Regions from separate parts of the Sus scrofa genome. Here region 2 is linked to region 1. A link is a contact called in public HiChIP or PLAC-seq data. All regions are on one chromosome and are shown on one strand. The core of a region is the stretch at or near the end of the contact, and the rest is flanking DNA. Distances in the headings are between cores, read along the strand shown. Region 1 overlaps LOC100523747 (phospholipid-transporting ATPase IB). Region 2 overlaps LOC100523747 (phospholipid-transporting ATPase IB).

Region 1 (5,292 bases), core at 112-2,611:
CAGAAAGTCCACCAAATAAAATATTTCTCAACTTTTAGGTTGCACTTTTTTTTTTTTTTTAAGTCGAAATGGTGGAATAGGTTTCACTAGCCTTGGAGCCTCTTATTTGCTCGCTGTAAGACATCAGCATACTAAATGACACGCCCACCAGCACCCTGACAGCTGACAACTGCCATGACAACAGCCAGCCGAGCCCACACAAGGACTAGAAAGGGCAGCTGCATCGGTTCTGGTGACAAGCTCAGCCCTGCGCCCAGATAAGTCACAAACATTCCTCCCACTCTTCCCAAATCCCTCCCTTTTACTCCCAACCACCGATAAAGACGGTGTCCCCGCCCCAACTGGGTTGAGAAGTTGATGTGCCAACGAAGCTCCCTCTTCTCCATTCTTTGGCCATCGGACAAATCTTCATTATTGGCTGTGCAAATCTGAGCAGCAAAAGAACCTCCCTGGTCAAGACAGGGAGTCTTAGACCAGATGAGAACCCAGGCCGGGACCCGTGGACAAATCTCTTACATCAAGACACATGCAATCTCCACCTCGCCTCCCCCTCAACAAACATGTAAGGAGGACCTGAAAGGGAGCTGGAGCTCTAACAGCTCCTGGGGGGACAGGGTAGCTCGCGTGGCTGTGCTTCCTGCAAGCCTTTCCCACGGCATACAGCCCGCGGGGCCTGGGAACGTGGGTGATACTAAGCTGAAACAATTTCAAGGTGGACCAAAAAAGGTGCTACGGACTGAATGCTCATGTCCCTCCAACGTCACATGTCAAAACCCCAATCCCCAAGGACTCCGGAGATGGGGCCTCTGGGGGTCATTAGGTCACAAGGGTGGAGCCCTTGCAACAAGATGAGTGCCGTTGTAGGAGGTACAGGAAGAGACTGGAGAGCTTTTTCTCCCTTCTTCCCTCCCCCCTCAACCCTAATCTGCCCTCTGGCCACACGAGGACACAGCAGGAACAAACCAGCAAGAGTGCCGTCATTAGACCCTGGATCGGCCAGCATCTCCATCCTGGGCTTCTAGGCTTCCTGACCAGGAGTACATTCCTGTGGTTTACGCCACACAGTCGATGGCTCTTTTGCTACAGCAGCCTGAGCCGACGAGCTCACTGGTGATGGCGCGTTCTTCTAGGCATAGCGGGCACGGAGACAAATGGCGTGTCTGCAGCCACAGCACCATGGGGACCCACAGTTCCCGCATATGCCACCACCTATCATGTTTACTGTCTGGAACGAGCCTTCTACGCCCTGTGGTAACTGCAGTGGCAGAACATGCAACACGGCAGACCTGGCCTTGAATACACAGAGAGGTGGTGAGCAGGGCAAGGTGCTGCCCATGGGAGAAATGACCCATCGACTGTGCTGAACGGCACCCTGTGGGAACACGGCGGCCACGCGGCACCTGCCGTCCCTAAAGCACACAACGCCAGTCAAAGAAATCCCAGATTTATATTCCATGGCCTGGGCGGTTTCTCCAACCCTGGGCATTTCTCAGCCTCGGCATTTGCTCGGCACATAAACAAATACACGGTTTCTCATACATACAAAGGGTTCAATTAAGCAGTTGAGTCAAACCTATCACAATCAGCCAGACCAGACGTGGTTCCGGGAGTTCCTACTCTGCTCGAAGCTGCCTGCCCCCTAAGTCGTCTAATACAATCCGGGTGGCCAATACCAACCCACGCAAACAGAGATGAAATCATGAAAACCTAATATCCTCCTTACAGGCAGATCACAGACATCACCACATCATACCCCGGCCTGCTCTGGCTCAGAGCTGTATTTGGCTGGAATTACACTCAACTGGAAATTCGATGAAGGCAGACGCTCCTCTTGCCAGCCTCTGATCGTGCGAGCCCGGAGCAGGTGCGGAATAAATGTGCTGACTCCACGAATACATCCATGTGTCTACGCCAAACCTTCACGGTACTATCTTGAAGAGATTATTTCTGGCTCCTGCAGGCATCGGTGTGACCCCCGGTGAGCTGTCCAGCCTTCCCGGAACAGCTTACACGCCGTTTTCCTTTAAAGTGACCTGTTCTGGACTCTCCCGCCCCATGAATCCTGGTCTTTGTGCCTTCGAGGTCCTGGACGCCTAACCACCCCCCCTCACCTGAACCATCTCCTCCATCTTTCACTGCACCTGCTTGGCATCCCACCTGTGCCCCTGGGATGAAAACTTCTCCATGACAACTAGACCCTCCAGAACCATCCGTCCCCCCCTGACTTGTCCCCAGCCTCCGCTTCGGTTTTTATTCCTAGGCTTTCAGTGCCCACTCAGCAATAATCTTTGATCAAACCCAGACTAGCTCAGCTCACCACACATGTGTGGCAGAATATAGGTCCCTTCTGTGCCGTTCTGGAGCAAGCCAATCGGAGGTATTACTATCACAAACAGTTCCTTATTCTCAAATGGACTATGATTCAAAAGTCTATTTGTAAGTTAGTTAGGGCACTTAGAATCTATTTTCCCAAAGGAACGATGTTACAAATTGTGGTTGGATCCCACGGCCTGTTAATGCCTATTTAGCCTCGTTGCTAAAATTTATATGGCAGCCTCTCATTTTAATAAAAAACCAATTACGGAACGTTGCAATGGACGTGGCTGTTCCAAAAGGCACAGGGAGTTGGAGCTGGGGTTCTGTTCCCTGAAAGATACGGAACTTTCCAAAATTCTTAATTAGAACTTGCCTTTTGGCATGAATATTAAAAAATATATTTCCAGCTTTTCAGACATGTTCTCCACTGTTAGTTTCCCTCACAATTAAAGACACACATGACTTAAAGCTCCAAGCGGCAACTCTGAAAAGACTGGTCCCCAAGCCTCGCCAGACGCTTTTCTCCAGACTCGACGCGTCGTGCGGTGAACCCCACGCTTCTTATCTGTCAGGTCAGCGCTTGCCCCTGCCTTTCCGGGTTTTTACGTAAGATTCTATAAACCTCACACGCAGTGCTGCTCTGTGATCTCCGGAAACGGCTGTCTCCCCGCTGATCCACAGGTCAGAGGTTCGTCCAGTGGGCCCTGGGCACAGCTGAAGCACACCTGTTCAGCCCATGAGCAGATGGGGTCCGAAAGACGCTTCTACTGTTAATCGCTCTGGGTGTAATGAACAAACCACGGAAGATAAATGTGTCTAGAACCTGCATGTGTTTCTACCCAAGTGCAGATCGTGGGATCCTTGCCTCAGATGCGACAGATCCCAGCAGCGCTGAACCCTGTGGAGGCAGGTGACACCCCCTTCCCAAGCTCGGCTGGGTCACAAGGCATTTCTGAGACGTCTTGGTAGCAGCAGCTGCCTCGGCTCCCCACGTCCCGCTTTGATGTTCTGCAAATTCCAATGGGCTCATAGATGCTGATGTTGAAAGCCAGGCTGGCTCGAGTTTCAGGAGCAGCAACTCAACCAAATCTCACTCAGCCTTCAAGTCTGAGCGCTAACCGCCTTCTCCTGAGTTGACCTTGGGTTAGTGAGCCTCTCAGGGTCGCGCTCATCCTGCAGACCACGGGTTCAAGACAAGGGGCGTCTGTTAAATGTGTCAGGTTTCAAAGACTTCCTATAATACAAATAATTTCAAGTGAGCTGAGAGGAGGAGTTCCCTGGTGGCCTAGCAGTTAAAGGATCTGGTGTCGTCAAGGCTGTGGCACGGGTTCGATCTTGACCCAGAAATTCTTGAGTGCCATAAGGCACGGGCAAACACACACACATAAACAAACAGGAGTTCCCATCGTGGCTCAATGGTTAACGAATCCAACTAGGAACCATGAGGTTGTGGGTTCGATCCCTGGCCTCGTTCAGTGGGTTAAGGATCCTGCGTTGCTGTGGCTGTGGTGTAGGCTGGCAGCTACATCTCCGATTGGACCCCTAGCCTGGGAACCTCCATATGCTGTGGGTACAGCCCTAGAAAAGAGAAGACCAAAAAAAACCCAAAAAATCGGGGGAGCGGGGGTGGAGATACCTCACCTCACAGGCATCACCAAGCATCCCAAACATCCTCCAGAGGTCACCTTCTCCCATCCCCCCATCAGGCTCGTGTCCACACTGGCCGTCTCCCCCTCCCTGGAATGTTTCCATTTCAATACAACACCTTCTCAGAGGAAACCAATCCAGTTTACAGAATGAGCACTTCTTTCAGTTTGTTTTTGCTTCTGTGCATCCACTTCGTATGACTAACGTCAACTTGGGCCACTGGAAGCGCATGATTCAATGAGTTTTGCCAAAAGGACGCGACGAGATTTCAAGACAGACAACCAGGTGAACAGCGAGACGTCACTAGCCCCCCAGGGTATTTCTGTGTGGGGAGTGACCACAGCGGGCACAGGCCAGCCCCGAGCATCTTCTCTTCAGGGCGCTCACAGAGCCTCTTGGACCATCAGTACACAGAAGACTGCCATCGGCCCGAAAGGTCCCCTCCCTCCAGCCTCCAGGCATCATTCACCAGCTCCTGCTACCACAGTGTAGCCTCTTCCAGGATGCCACATAAAGAGAACCACAGGGCCCTGCCTTTTCTGCCTGCCCTATTCACTGAGCCTAAGCCTTCAAGATCTGTCCGATGCTTTTGCTCTCAGCGACAGCTCACTCCTTTTCGTTTCAGAGGAGTGTTCCCACATGCACCTGTACCACGATTTGTCCACTCCCCTATTTCTACACGGAGGGCTTGATTCCACTTTCAGGATGTTCTGAAAAATCCTACTAGAAACAGCCCTGTTTGAGTCCTTGTGTGGACACGTGTTTTTATTGTTCTTGGGTCCGTACCTAAATCGGAATTACCCTGCTGTACCACCTCTACAGATGGAGGCAGCGTACATGCACGTTTCACTTTATGGAAACGGTGAGACTTTTCCAAAGTGGCTGCATCATTCTGCCTTCCCGCCAGCCCCGAGTGTTCCAGCTCCCTCTCATTCTTGTCAACACCGGCCCCGGCTGCCTTGTCAATTTCCGCCATTCGAATGGGTATCGGGTATTCGAGTTAGTTGTTTTAATTTGCATTTCCCAGATGACTAGTGAAGTCAAATATCTTCCAACAATTAATTAAGTGAATTTCTATTTGCTGGGACTTTGACAACATACAATAAAGTGCAGTGGGATGGTTCATACAGTTACACCGGGGAGATTTTTTATGTAGGGTAGTAAGTACCCTGTATACAGGCTAACACCAAGGATCTCTTCTCAGGGCTGGGATACCCTATTTTTTCAGCTTCTTCTTTTCTTTTGACATCTCTGATCTCTAAAAGATGCACATTTTCCTGCCAAAGTATCCCCAACAGTGTTGGAAGAGAGAGTCAGGAAGTGGGGACC
Region 2 (4,779 bases), core at 1,435-3,934, 280 kb before region 1:
CCCAGCACCCGAGGTCAGGGTCATGGGTGGGGGGGAATAGGACTTGGGTGGCTTTTATTAAGGAAAACCTGGAAAAGTATTTCCTTGTGCAGGGATCTTGTTGGAACGAGAGAAACTCAATGACAAAGCAGGCGTCTTTTTCTCAGTTCTGGAATTGGCCCTGACTGCTTTGCGGAGGTGTGTGCCAAGCCCCAAGGACCTCAAGGACTCACCTGCCAGCAGTCCCGTGGGACTGGGCTCCTGCCTGCCCCTGGCCCTTTGCCCTCCACTACGGCGCTGGCCTCTGAAGGGCACTCGATGGGCTCTCTTGAGCCCTGCGTTTCCTGGGCGGGTTATTTGGACAGCGCCGGTCCTTGAACTCCTCCTTCCTCTTCCTGTCATAAATCAAAGCCACCTGACACTTGTGCCCGACTCTCCACGCACAGGTCCCCTTTCTTTTTTTGGCCAGATCAGGAGAAAAGCCAGGGTGTAGGGGGCGGATGGCAGGGGCTTGTTTTTCTTGGTCCAATGCCTGGGAGTGGGTGTCTCTGAGGCGCCTGGGGGGAGAGACAGTCGCTTGAAAACGAGCCGGCCTGGGTGTGGGAAGAATCGCTCTTTTGTTCCCTGTCCGTCCGGGGAGCAGAGGTGCTCGGTGGAGGAGCAGCCGTGGGGGCCGCTTGGGGTGGGGAAACGGGGGTGCTCCCCCCTTCGCTGTTCCCACTCAGGGCCTTGTGTGCGCAGGGCCTTTCTTCCCACGGAAAAGGTCCCCGTCGCAACTCGTTCAGACCAGCAAACCGAGAGCGCTTCGCACGGAGCACGAGTGGGGGCCTGGCGTGAACGGAAGCTCTTGCGCAAGAGGCTGGTGGGTTTGCGATGCTGAGAAAGCTAATGCACGAGCCTGTGTTCCTGCTGGGAAGACGGATTCGTGTGCCGTCGCACGGGTTCGGGGGCCCTGACGTGGCATATGGCTCTTCAAGGGGGAGAGATGGCTCGCCTGAGGCTGCAGGGCCTCCCCCAGGCTTCCAGGACCAAGAACTGCCCTGGGCCAGCCGCTCCGCGACGCCCCTCTTGTTCTGGAGGGGACGCCTTATTTCCTCCGTCTCCATCACTCTTCGGTTTTCTCACGGAAGCATCTGCCTGAAGAAAGCATTGAATGGGAGACTCCCTCCTCTAGCCTGACCTGTGATAAACTCACTGCTTCGCCACGCACGCTATTATTTCAGGCTCTGCTGCACCACAGTTGGGTCACAATTTTGTATGGATCCCAGTAGGTCCAAGGCTGCGTTCTGAATGCTGAGGCTAAACCAGTCCTTGAATTCCTTTGAGACAATGACCTTCAGCGTTCATTCAAACCCTGGCTGCCATGGGTGTCGTTCTTTGGCTTGTCCAAAACTAAAGACAGCCATATCCTGCAGCAGTGTTTGCAAACATTCTCTTCAACCCGTCACCTTAAGACATCAATCTCTAGGAGCAGGAATCGGATGGAAAATATGCTTCCACGTGGCTCAAAAAAAAGATGAAGGGTCATTGTTATGACAAATGGAAATTATAGAGTTTCTTACAAAAAAAACCCAAAAAACCCAAAGCAGCCTCAACCGTAAAGTCTCTACCACCTGTCCATAGCGTTTCAGACGTTAATTATGCTCCCTTTGTTTTCCTTATTCACTTTTTCTTGACAAGCAATCATAGATTGCCACTGCCAGCTCCCTGCAGCCAGACCTGAAGCCTTGTCAGCAAAAAGAAAAGGCCAGAATTCCCACCTGTGATCTGCTGAAGCCCAGACTCCAAGTGTTAGAGAGACTGTCTTTTTCCAAAGCACAGGTTGTGCGAGGGAGTCGGGAGATGGGAGACTGTGACACTGGTTCAGAAGCCTGGGATGTTCCGCCTACAGATGGGCCAGACATTTCACCGACACCCAGAATGATGACACAGTGTCCGGAATGGCAATGACATGCTGACCCAGAGAGCCCAGCAGACGTGGCCGACTTCCTCTCCCTGCCTTCCGTTCCCTGTCCTTGCTGAAGCCTCCTGCCTGTGCTGGAGCCCGACGGGCTCACGGCCGGGAGCGCCGAGAGGCAACTCTTCTGCAGGGTCAGCCTGACGGCGACACACTCCAGCGAGAGTCGGCCGTCTCTGCAGCACTAGCCCAGGGCTGGGCCTGAGTGGAATCTTTCTCTTGAGCCCAATGCGGAGCCGGGCCCCGCAGGGCCGACCTGCCAGCCCCTGTGTCACCGTGTGACTGAGTGACAAGTGCCATGTGGCATCTCCACGGAGCTGACAGAGTGCAACTCAATCCTGTCCACCCTGCTCCCCCGAGAGGGCTTGTGTGTGACACCCTGACCTCAATTTAAAGATAGGACAACCGAGACAGCCCCAGCTACATATCAGGCGTCACACGGAGTGACAGGTGCTCCTGCTAGAAACCTTAGTCACGTGGCTATGAACGCGCTTGATCCAGGCGAGGAGAAAGGCATCCGAGGAACGCGCTCTTCTCTGCGCACCTCTCCCGGCGGCAAAGTCTGTTTAGTCTCCTTCTCAAAAGAACTGGGAACTACACTGCAACCTCTGAAGGATCCGAACTACATTTGAATGTGTAAAATAAACCCCCCAAAGCCCCAAGCAGGCGCGCGTGCGCACACACACGCTGGGATTCACACATCTGAGCCTGGAGGCTTCCCGTGCAAGGAGCCAAGTGTGGGACGGAGGACTGACTTTGGAGCCCCTTCTCCAGCTGGGCTTGGTTCCCGGGGGAAGCCAAGTGGTGAGGGTGCCCAACGGAGCTCAGTGTGGAGCTTTCCCCGCGGCCGCTCTGCACCTAGGCCGGCACCCTTCCGCGGGTGCGGGGAAGACCCCGCCCGGCTTCGCTGGGTTGACCGCAGGAGCACGTGTCGCTGTGACGGCTGCATGACCCTCACCCCCGACCACTCATCCTGCGGGTGCTCCGGTGTCTCACGTGTCCTACAGCTCGGGGAGGGGGGCCCTGCACTTCCCTGCCTTGGTCTGTGGGCCCCGGAGCCTCCCTGGGTCCGGGTGACCTCGGGAGTGAGGGGTTCCTGTCCTCAGGCAGCGCACATCACGCCCCAAGTCATCCCCACGCCCCGGAAGACGCGGGTGTTCCCAGGGGCAGCGGGGTCGGGAGGACGCCGAAGGCCTGCTGTTTTCCTTCTTCGTACAGCCGGGCCCTCCCCGGAGGAAATGGGCGGTGGGAGCCGGCCACGGCTGCCCAGAAGCACGTGCGTTCAAGCGGCCAAGAATCGGGGGTGGCGACCGCAGCGGGAGCAGAGGGCCTGCGGCAGGTGCTGCCCTCCCGCCGGCAGGCAGCCGCGTTCCCTCGAGCTTGGACCGCGGGGCTCCGCCCTGGGGAGTCGGCGAGGCAGCGCCCCCGTCGCCGTCTTGGATTCAGGGCCCCTGTGTCCGGAGAGCCGCCGGCCTCCAGCGCTGACGGGGGAGGAGGGAACACCGGTCAAGGTCAGAGAGGCCGTGGCCTCCAAGAGCGTGGCGCTCTGTTCCCGGGGAACCGCGCGTCCAAGGTCGCCGTGGGCTGAGGGCGAGGCTGTCTGGGCGTCCGGTTTGACTCGAAGGTTTCTGCGGGGAGGTGTGCGGGAAAGCGCCCTCCTTTGCGGCTGTGGCTCCAGCTTCCTCGCCCGTGTCCCCTCCCCGCCCTCGGGCCCTCGCCACCCACCTGGTCACTCCTCCTCACATCCCAGGGGGACACAGGGTCAGGGCTGTGCCTTCGTGGGGAGACATGCTGCAGATTCACTCCGGATCCGAAACGTGTGCTCAGCTCCTGGGCCAACAAGCCTGGGTTCTAATTGAAGCGGGAGCCCAGGTCCCAGGGCCTGGGGGCCAGAAATGCGAGCCTGACGTGCAGGCTTCCCTTGTCAGAAAGGGACAGAGACGCAGGAGGGCCATGCGGCTCCAGGCAGAGGCGAGGGGATTTCTCGCGTCCGTGTCCCTCTGGGGGCTGCAGAAGGAGGAGGAGGAGGGTGTGCGTCTGGGGGGTCCCCGCAGCTGCCACGCACCAAGCGCAGGGCCGGCCTGTGTGTGGGGGGGGGTCTGAGGGCGGGGCGCCGGGCCAGGAGGCACCTGACCAGGGCGCAGGGTGCAGGGGACAGTGGGGACACCATGTGCCCCCCCCAAGCAGGGAATGTGACTGAGCGGTTCACAGAATCGTTCTCAGGCCTACCACCCAGATACCTATTTTTGTGATTTCACTGCAATCAAGTTTATGCCAATTCATACAAACAAAGCGGGAATCAAAGCGAACCAGCAGCCCGCCTCGCGGGCCGTGTGCGTGCTGCCCGCGGACTCCCATCTGTGATCAGCAACCAGGAAGCCTGCGCGCCCCGCTCCGGTCCCCGGGCTGCGTTTCTCACGCGCCATAAAACTCTTCTCTTTCTCCCAGAACCACGGGGACTGATGTTTAAATGTGGGTGAAACGGCGTGTTTTTAATTTCACGCCTCGCAGAGCACAGTCGAACGCTTCGTAACAACAGAAACCAGGGTCGGGCCAAGCGCGGCGGCAGCGCGGATGGGACAGGGCCTCCCCTGCGGGGCGCGTCCAGGCTGGCGAGGGAGCAGATGACCAACAGAGGGGGGGGCTACGGCCTCGGGATGTGTTTTCCGGTGCTTGGGCTGCAGACACCGGGCTCCTCTGACAAAGGCGGGGTAACCAAACTGCCTCGCATTCAGGACCCCGGGCGCCGCGTCTCACTTCTTCCTGGACTTGCGCTTGGTGGTGTCGTAGGCGCGGACGATGGCCTCCTGGGTGACGGCTCCGTGCTCCTCCTGGGAGAAGGC

Evidence for each region. HiChIP or PLAC-seq counts read pairs in DNA pulled down with a chosen protein or histone mark.
Region 2: a contact with region 1 is called in an H3K27ac HiChIP or PLAC-seq map of skeletal muscle. The contact joins two enhancer-like sites. A contact is called at or near these places in 1 of 47 Hi-C or Micro-C datasets (skeletal muscle) and 1 of 2 datasets of contacts at active chromatin or transcription factors (skeletal muscle).

What each region holds. Positions count from the first base shown.
Region 1 is chr11:3,504,895-3,510,186 of Sscrofa11.1, reverse strand. All of the region lies in intron 24 of LOC100523747 (phospholipid-transporting ATPase IB), which reads right to left. Among named protein-coding and RNA genes, the nearest start is that of NUP58, 280 kb to the right of the region's middle. Within about 2 kb of position 1,361, at least 3 of the 83 cell types and tissues checked have an H3K27ac peak or open chromatin away from gene starts, as enhancers often do. A contact at or near this core is called in skeletal muscle, where this site is marked.
Region 2 is chr11:3,788,611-3,793,389 of Sscrofa11.1, reverse strand. It overlaps LOC100523747 (phospholipid-transporting ATPase IB), which reads right to left. Exons shown (of 37, transcript XM_021065485.1): 37 at 1-4,779. The coding sequence ends at 4,690. Among named protein-coding and RNA genes, the nearest start is that of SHISA2, 21 kb to the left of the region's middle. Within about 2 kb of position 2,684, at least 4 of the 83 cell types and tissues checked have an H3K27ac peak or open chromatin away from gene starts, as enhancers often do. A contact at or near this core is called in skeletal muscle, where this site is marked.